Linked DNA regions of Ovis aries: region 1 is linked to region 2. A link is a contact called in public Hi-C data. All regions are on one chromosome and are shown on one strand. The core of a region is the stretch at or near the end of the contact, and the rest is flanking DNA. Distances in the headings are between cores, read along the strand shown. Region 1 holds the start of PIK3CB (phosphatidylinositol-4,5-bisphosphate 3-kinase catalytic subunit beta). Region 2 has its middle 24 kb from the start of TRNAC-ACA.

Region 1 (4,386 bases), core at 943-3,442, 77 kb before region 2:
GACCCAGAACCAGTCTTCCCTGGTGGCTCAGTGGTAAAGAATTCACCTGTCAACCTCTGCCAATGCAGGGGATGCCGGTTCAATCCCTGGGTTGAGAAGATACCATGGAGAAAGAAATGGCAAGATATTCTAGTATTTTTACCCGGAAAATCCTAGGGATAGAGGAGTCTGGCGGGCTACAGTCCAAGGGGTCACAAAAAGTCAACTTAGCGACTAAACAATAATCAGCTCTAAGAACCAAGATGTGACTTTCGACCTTTTCGCAGTGACTAGTAGTGCTTTTTACTGTTCGGTTCATCAGTGAAACAGGGAAGGTCTTAATTTAGGAAGAACAACAATTAGACTACAAGGAAGTACCTAATTTAGATTACAAGGTTAATTTTAATTTTTTCTATATATTTTGTTTACAGTCACAAAGCAAGTTGGATCAAAAACCTTTCTGGACAGTCTCTAAGAAAAGTAGGAAATACAGACAAGAGGGGCAAGATGGAAATAAATCAAAACCCAACTCAATTTTCTCCACCTCTAAAATACTCTCTGAAGGCAGAAGACCCTCAGGATGGGAATCAGAGATTGCACAACAAAGTTTTCGGTTTCAACCATTTTTCCTTTGGTGAATAAAATTTCAGTTCTAAAGTTTAAGATTTTAACTTTGTTCCACACTTGCCTTCTGAAACTAAGTGAAGATCTTTATCCTGACCACCCTCTCCGATTCTACATTATCATCACTTAAGCAGTTCTTTTACCATAAAAATCTTAACAGTGTAACCTAAAAATCCCCAAATGATTAATGAACTGCTGAGAATTCTGACTCGTTGGCGATGATTTTATTAGGACTCATATTTTCAAACATCCATTCAGTGCTTCAAAATAAGTACTCATCTAATTTAATTATGATGACTTCACCAGACAGTAACACTGCCCACAATGATGTTTACAAAACCACTTGTCACTCCCTTCGTGTATGTAGCAATGCAGAAAAAGAAGCCTGTTTCCATATTCTTCTGTTTATACTCTGTAACAAGTGACAGAGTTTAAGTGGCACTTAAGATTTTAAACAGCAAAGCACTTCAAGTTTAACGCGTCCCACCATCTTGCATCCGAAGAGAATGGTAAATTCGCTCAGTTTTATTTCAGCAGCAATCCCCATTCAGTACCTGAGACAGGTATTCCAAGAAAGCCTTCGCAAAAAAATAAAGGAGAGAGACTCCAAGATCTTAGCTACTGTTAAGACAACAGGCTCTAACATTAAGCAACTTCAGTAGAGGTTACTGTAACATCAAAGCACTTCGGAAATAAGCGTGCCCCCCAAAAGTACACCAGCAACCAGGTATCAGAAACAGTTAACAAGGTAAGATGCTTCAGGAGTTACCCCTGATAGCCACCCACTGATCCAGCACTCCCTGTTCGGTCACGCACATCACCCTGTGCTAGCTTCACAACAACCCGGGTGAAGTTCGTGTAATTATTCCCTCTAACAAATCCGGATACCCAGATTCAAGGCCCCAGGACTGGTCACCAGAGGCTCTGGGATCTGAAAACACCACCCTATCCCAACAGTCCAGGAACCCCGGCCCTAAAATACACTGCGCAAAAAGGCATCTGAGAGTCGGCAGCTCGCTGGTGTCCGCAGAGACGCAGGGAAAGAGGACGCCGCCTCTCCGCAGACGCCCCTCTTGAAAGCGACTCAAACCGCCGGCAGACCGGGGCGCCCGGCCGCGTCCCTGCCGCCCAGAGGCCGGGGAGCGCCGCTCACCTTGGAGAGCCCGGGAGGCCGCAGGCGAGCCAGGCGCCCCCTCGGGCCGGCGAGCGGCTGTCCGCGGCGCCAGCAGGAAGCGTGGCGCGGGCACCCCAGTCGCCGGCGCCGCAGGCTGTGGCGGGCAAGAGCGCGCCCGCGGCCCGCGCGGGGGCACCTCAGAGGCCCGCCGCGACCGCGCCGCGCCTCAGCCGTGCCGCATCCGGGTCCCGCGCCGCGGCACTCACCTGCTCAGCGCTCCGCCGTCGCCGCCGCCCGCTCTCAGCTCCTGGTGCGCGTTCAGCAGACCAGGCCGCCGCAACCTTCCAGCTGCGGCGCCCCCATCCCCGTCTCTCTCAATCGCCGACCGCCTGCCCCGCGCGGCGCTACACCAGCCCGCCGCCCACTGCCATGGCAAGCTCCGCCGCCGCCGTACCGACCGACGGAGCACGCGCGCGACGCCGCCGTGCCCGCGCGCGCGCGCGCGCGCCTCCCCGCCCCACCTCCCAGCAGCCCTCGCCCCGCCCCACGCGCCGCTCCGGCCAATCCCCGATCTGCGGTCCGGGCCGGGCCGCGCCGGTCCCAGCTGGGAGGAGAGTTAGGCGGAACCCGCGCCTCTTTCTCCACCGCTGCCCGCCCTGTGGCGGTGGTGCTCTGTGGCCGTTCTTCTCTTTGCGGCTCTGGGAGGACTTGCTATCGGGAATTCCCAGCAAGCTACTTTCAGGAGAGACCCAGCACCTGCCTCGACCTTCGCAGCCACCTCCGAGAGATTCCTCTGTTCCTACGTTTACTTGCCGGCTTTCTCTTCTCAATCGCTGGCCCCAGTTCTGCGACTTTGAACCGATTGCTAGGTTCCTGGGTACGCACTTTGCTTTTCCCTCTCCGGCTCTATCATTCCTGTTCTGCGGGTTGGGGATGTTAGGTCGGCCTCCCAGCCGCTGACCCTTCAATCCCTGCATTGGCCAGCAGAGCAAAAGTTCAGCCTTTCAAGCCCAGGATTCTTTTTCTGTGTGCTCATTTTTTTTGCGATAACAACCAGCCTTTATCTGCAAAGCCTTACAGTTTACCCAGCTCTCTTCGCATACCTTATCTCCTGTTATCTTTTGACCTCAACTGGGAAATTTCATGGTTCTCTTTCTTAATGGCTCACTTGAATTTCTTACTGAAAACCAAAATTTTAACTTACTGTAAAGGTACTCTGTTGTAAAGTTGTGTAATAATAGCTCAGGTAAACAGTCCAGTAGTCTGGGATGAAATCTCAAGTAAACCTAATATTAAAGCAAAGGTGACATACAAGCCAGTGATAAAAGAATAGTTTATTTGATCAGTGATCCTGATTTAATTGCTTCATAAGTAGTCAAATCTAGAGGCATGCCATATTCCAAAATTAGGTTCCAGAAGAGATAGACATAAAAATATACAAAACAGACAAATTTTTTAAAAGAATAGTAATATAACTTTAGTGAGGGGAAACGTTAAGACAGGAAGCCCAGACTCATCCTGCCCCCCAAAAAAATAGCTAAATACTTTGCAAGTTTTGCATGAAATCACACTAAGACAAGTTCTTTATAAAAGAAATAAATAGATGGAGTAGAACTGCACCAAACATGGCAAACACACTATATCTCTAACATAGGTGAGTCCCTCTAAGTGGATAGGCTACCCATTCCAGTGTTCTTGGCCTTCTTTTGTGGCTCTGCTGGTCAAGAATCTGCCTGCAATGTGGGAGGCCTGGGTTCAATCCTTTGGTTGGGAAGATTCCCTGGAGAAGGGAAAGGCTACCCACTCCAGTATTCTGGCCTAGAGAATTCCATGGGCTGTATAGTCCATGGGGTCACAAAGAGTTGGACACGACTGAGTGACTTTAAATAAAAGAAAATTTGGCTTTTTAAAAGTCCACTTGAAGTGAAGTGAAAGTTGCTCAGTCCTGTCTTTGCGACCCCATGGACTATAGCCTTTCCCTTCTCCAGGAGATGTTCCCAACCCAGGGATCAAACCAGGGTCTCCTGCATCTTTGGCAGATTCTTTACCAACTGAGCTAACAGGAAAGTTTTTATAATACAGGCAACATGTATAAGCAGGCAATTAATGGATGAGAAGATCCAAATGATTCATTAAAAAGATGCTTATTTCACTAATATTCATGGTAAAGCAAATTAAAACAGTAATCCATTTTTCACTCATTAGATTGGCCAGCATTAACAAGACCAATCAATACTACTTGGGGAAACAAGCTCTGATGGGACTGTAAGTTGCCACAAACTTTCTAGGAGTAATCTGTTGAAATTTAAATACATATACTTATTCAAGGACCAAGAAATACATGAACTCCACCCTATTGAAAAATTAAAACACTAGTTACAAGGATGGGATCCAAGGATGCTGTGGCAGGTCAAATGTTGGCCCTCCAAAAGATTTGTCCGCAGGAACCTGGGAACATAGCCTTTCTGGAGAAAGGATTTTTACAGATGTAATTAAGGAGTTGCTGCTGCTGCTGCGTCGCTTCAGTTGTGTTCGACTCTGTGCGACCCCTTAGACAGCAGCCCACCAGGCTCCCCCGTCCCTGGGATTCACCAGGCAAGAACACTGGAGTAGGTTGCCATTTCCTTCTCCAATGCATGAACGTGAAAAGTGAAAGTGAAGTCTCAGTC
Region 2 (4,132 bases), core at 1,145-3,644:
CTCTTGGGCAGAAAACCAAGACATGGAACAAAAGCAACATTGCAACAAATTCAATAAAGACTTTTGAAAAAACAAACAAACAAAACCCTGCATTTGTGTGCAAACAGTTGCTTAAGCAAATAATAATGGCTAACATTTATTGAACACTTGCAATAAGACAGGTACTGCTCTAAGCCGTTTGTGATGTATTTTCTGAAAACTACTAAAGGCTAGCTAATATTATTATTAGCTTAGTGTTACAGATGTGAAAGCTCAAGCACAGGTGAGTAGTATTTTCAGGGTCCTAGGGCTGATAAGAGACGTTAGTGTGTAGAGCTTAGCTGTGGCCAACTCTTTGCAACCCCATGGACTGTATCCCACCTGGCTCCTCTGTCTATGGGATTTCCCTGGGCAAGAATACCGGAGTGGGTTGCCATTTCCTTCTCCAGGGGATCTTCCTGACCCAGGGGTTGAACCCTCGTCTTCTGTGTCTCCTGCATTGGCAGGCAGATTCTTTACCAGTGAGCCACCTGGAAAGCTGATATAAGATGCTGCTGGAGTTAAAATCCAGTCAGTCTAGCTCCAGTCAGTGGTCCTGACCACCATGCTGAGGGGCCTGGCTTGGAGTCCCAGACTGAGGATTTGGTTCAAAGTGTGCCCACATTTAAAAGTGAGATGCTGTTAAATCACTTCCCAAGAAGGCTGTGTCATTCTCTGGTCCTACCAGAGTGAGCATAAAGGTGGTCTCTTTCCCCTCCAAGGAATATGTTTTCTTCATTTTCTACCCTGGGTTTGGGTATACAGAAATGCGATACACCCAGCATAAGGTCCACCATAAAGAAGGTAGGTGACTGAGGGCTGCTAACCAAAGGAATCATTGGGACTTCCCTGGTGGTCGAGTGGCTAAGAATCCGCCTTGCAATGCAGAGGTTTGGTACCTGGTTGGGGAACTAAGATCCCCAGTGCTTCCAAATAAATCAATAAAAAATAAAAAAATAAAATGATTGGATGGATGAAGTGGGGCATCAGGAGTGCCATTGCACAGTGTGGGGTCTTGCCTTGATATGGAGCATTTTTAAAGTCTTTATTGAATTTGTTACAATATTGCTTCTGTTTTGCCTCTTGGCTTTTTGGCAGGAGGCATGGGAGATCTTAGCTCCCGGATCAGGGATTGAACCTGTACTCCCTGCACTGAAAGGGGAAATTTTAACCACTGGACCACCAGGGAATCCTGCCTTGATATTAATTCATTTAATACAAGTGTGAAGTGTTCCTTATTTTCCTTATTTTTCTCTTCTTACCTCAGAGTGGCTGCTCTCTGCCCCTGATGAAGTGTTTTCTTCTGATAAGAAAGGCCTTCTGTGACCATCCTGTATAAAACAAGAATCCCCACATCACCCTACAGTTCCATAATCCTCTTACTCTTTTTCTCCATTGCACCTATCCCTTTCTGACACCTATTTACTACTTTTACCACTTCTATTTTATTGCTTATCTCCTTGGTCTCCCCTTCTCTCTTCCACAACAGAATATAAGCTTCACAAAGGAAGTGGCTTTGTTTGTTTTAATCACTCATTTATCATCAGTGCCAAGGACATTTCCTGGCCTTACTAGCAGTTCAGACAATATTTGGTGAAGATGGCGCTTATTCTTCTCTGTTCCAGGAGCTGGAGCTGCAGCAGCCAGTGGGACAGAGGACCTGCCCTCAAGGCCCGATAGGAAACCTGACTGGGCCTAGGAGGCTGGAGATGCTCTCGGGGCGGGGCTGAAGGTCACTTGCATCTTTTAAGGAAATTTCTAGAAGAGGCAGCCAGTGCTCTCAGAGACGCGGCCCGCCCGCCCCACAGCGCCTCCTGGCGGCCTCCCTGCGGGCGGAGCAGGAGCCGCGCGGGGCTGCGGAGGGACCTCCCTCTTGCTTGCGCACTGGGGACCCCGCGAGCTCTCCGGCCGCTTCTTCCCGACTTTCAGATACTTCTGTTTTCGGCCGTGGCGGAAAGAGGAAGGAGGACTGGGGAAGGGCGAAGTGAGGGGCGGGGCCGACAGGGAATTGGAAGGGAGGTCAGAATCTTGACGACTTCTTCCTCCGCGTCATCCGCAAGACATGTTTATTCAGTTTCGAGGTCCCCTCATTTTGGGACATGCTTGCTTTTCCTCCGGACCCCTTCGAGTGTTATCTTCTTTCCCTTCCTCCCACACCTCGCGAGGCGAGGAGCGAGGTCAGAAGGCGGAGACGAGTGCCGTGCTTATGTCCTCCTGGGACACGAAGTCCCTCGGCATTGTCCTGGGCTTTGAGATCAGGCAGGCGGGGCTTCCGTGTTTGCGTTCGGGCTCCACGGTCGGCGGGCACTGGGCGCGTCGCTTCGGGCTTGGTTTGGTGGAAGCCCTGCCCTACGACCTACTGGGAAGGAAGAGCCTGCCCGCGCCGAGGTCAGGACGCCACCTGGCGGCCGAAGCCCGCGTCCCGCAGCCCATGTGCGCCTTGTACGTGCATGCTGAGTCGCTTCAGTCTTCCCTGACTTGATTCCCCTCGCAAGAACACTGGAGTGGGTTGCCATGCCCTCCTCCAGGGCATCTTCCCCAGCCAGGGATGTCTCTTACCTCTCCTGCATTGGCAGCCGGGTTCTTTACCACTGGCGCCACCACCGCCTTGAGGGGCTCTTTGAGCACAGGGATCCCGGTGTTGGCGTCACTTCCCAGGCTCTGCCCTCCTGCCGTTAACACAGGATCCCTGGGTCTATTTCACTTCGTGATTGGATCATTTGGAATAGGCATGTTAAGGTGGTATTCGGTGCTGTTGTTGTTGCTAGGTCGTGTCTGACTCTGCGACCCCATGGACAGCGGCACACCAGGCTTCCTTGCCCTACACTATCTCCTGGAGCTTGCTCAAACTCATGTCCATTGAGTCGGTGATGCCATCAAGCCATCTCATCCTCTGTCACCCTCTTCTCCTCCTGCCCTCAATCTTTCTGGGAAAGGGTCTTTTCAGGGTCTTTTCCAATGAGTCACCTCTTCATGTCTGGTGGCCAAAGTATTGGAGCTTCAGCTTCAGCATCGTTCCTTCCAATGAGTATTCAGGGTTGTTTTCCTTCAGGTTTGACTATATTGATCTCATTGCTGTCCAAGGGTCTCTCAAGAGTCTTCTCTAGCAATTTGAAAGCATCAGTTCTTCAGCACTTAGTCTTCCTTATGGTCCAACTCTCACATCCATACATGAATACTGGAAAAACTATAGCTTTTTTACTAGACAGATCTTTGTTATAAAGTGATGTCTCTGCTTTTAGTATGTCTGAGTTTGTCATACCTTTCCTTCCAAGGAGCAAGCTACAGTCACTGTAGTCATGGCTATAGTCACTGTCTGCAGTGATTTTGGAGCCCAAGAAAAGAAAATCTGTCACTGTTTCCACTGTTTCCCATCTATTTGCCATAAAGTGATGGGATCAGATGCCATGATCTTTGTTTTTTGAATGTTGGGTTTAAAGCCAGCTTTTTTACTCTCCTCTTTCACCCTCAAGAGGCTCTTTAGTTCCTCATCACTTTCTTCCATTAGAGTGGTTTCATCTGAAGTTGTTGATATTTCCCTGGCAATTATGATTCCAGCTTGTGATTCATCCAGCCTGGCATTACGCATGATGTACTCTGCACGTCAGTTAAATAAGCAGGGGGACAATATAAACCTTGACATACTCCTTTCCCAATTTTGAACCAGTCCATTGTTCTATATCCAGTTCTAACGATTTCTTTTTTTTTTTAATATTGTGTGTGTATGTGTGAACCATTTTCAAAGTCTTTATTGAATTTGTTAACAATATTGTTTCTGGTCTATGTTTTGTTTTTTGGCCATGAGACATGTGGGATCTTAGCTCCCCAACCAGGGATCGAACATGCACCCCCTGTATTGGAAGGTAAAGTCTTAACCACTAGACTGCCAGGAAGGTCCCTAATTATTTCTTCTTGACTTGCATACAGGTTTCTCAGGGGACAGGTTAGGTGGTTTGGTATTCCCAGCTTGTTAAGAATTTTCGACGGTTTGTTGTGATCTGCAGTCAAAAGCTTTCACGTAGTCAATGAAGCAGATGTTTTTCTGGAATTCCCTTCCTTTCTCTATGATCCAATGGAGGCTGGCAATTTGATCTCTGGTTCCTCTGCCTTTTCT

The links. Hi-C and Micro-C count contacts between places; a contact is called where the count stands out from the background.
Region 1: a contact with region 2 is called in a Hi-C map of tail adipose tissue, with 5 times the contacts expected there. The contact joins the promoter of PIK3CB here to the enhancer-like site in region 2. A contact is called at or near these places in 9 of 16 Hi-C or Micro-C datasets (blood, hypothalamus, muscle and 3 more).

What each region holds. Positions count from the first base shown.
Region 1 is chr1:250,945,116-250,949,501 of ARS-UI_Ramb_v3.0, reverse strand. PIK3CB (phosphatidylinositol-4,5-bisphosphate 3-kinase catalytic subunit beta) reads right to left here and starts at 2,192. Exons shown (of 23, transcript XM_042236388.2): 1 at 1,984-2,192.
Region 2 is chr1:250,869,018-250,873,149 of ARS-UI_Ramb_v3.0, reverse strand. No RefSeq gene overlaps it. Among named protein-coding and RNA genes, the nearest start is that of TRNAC-ACA, 24 kb to the left of the region's middle. Within about 2 kb of position 2,394, at least 43 of the 54 cell types and tissues checked have an H3K27ac peak or open chromatin away from gene starts, as enhancers often do. A contact at or near this core is called in hypothalamus and tail adipose tissue, where this site is marked.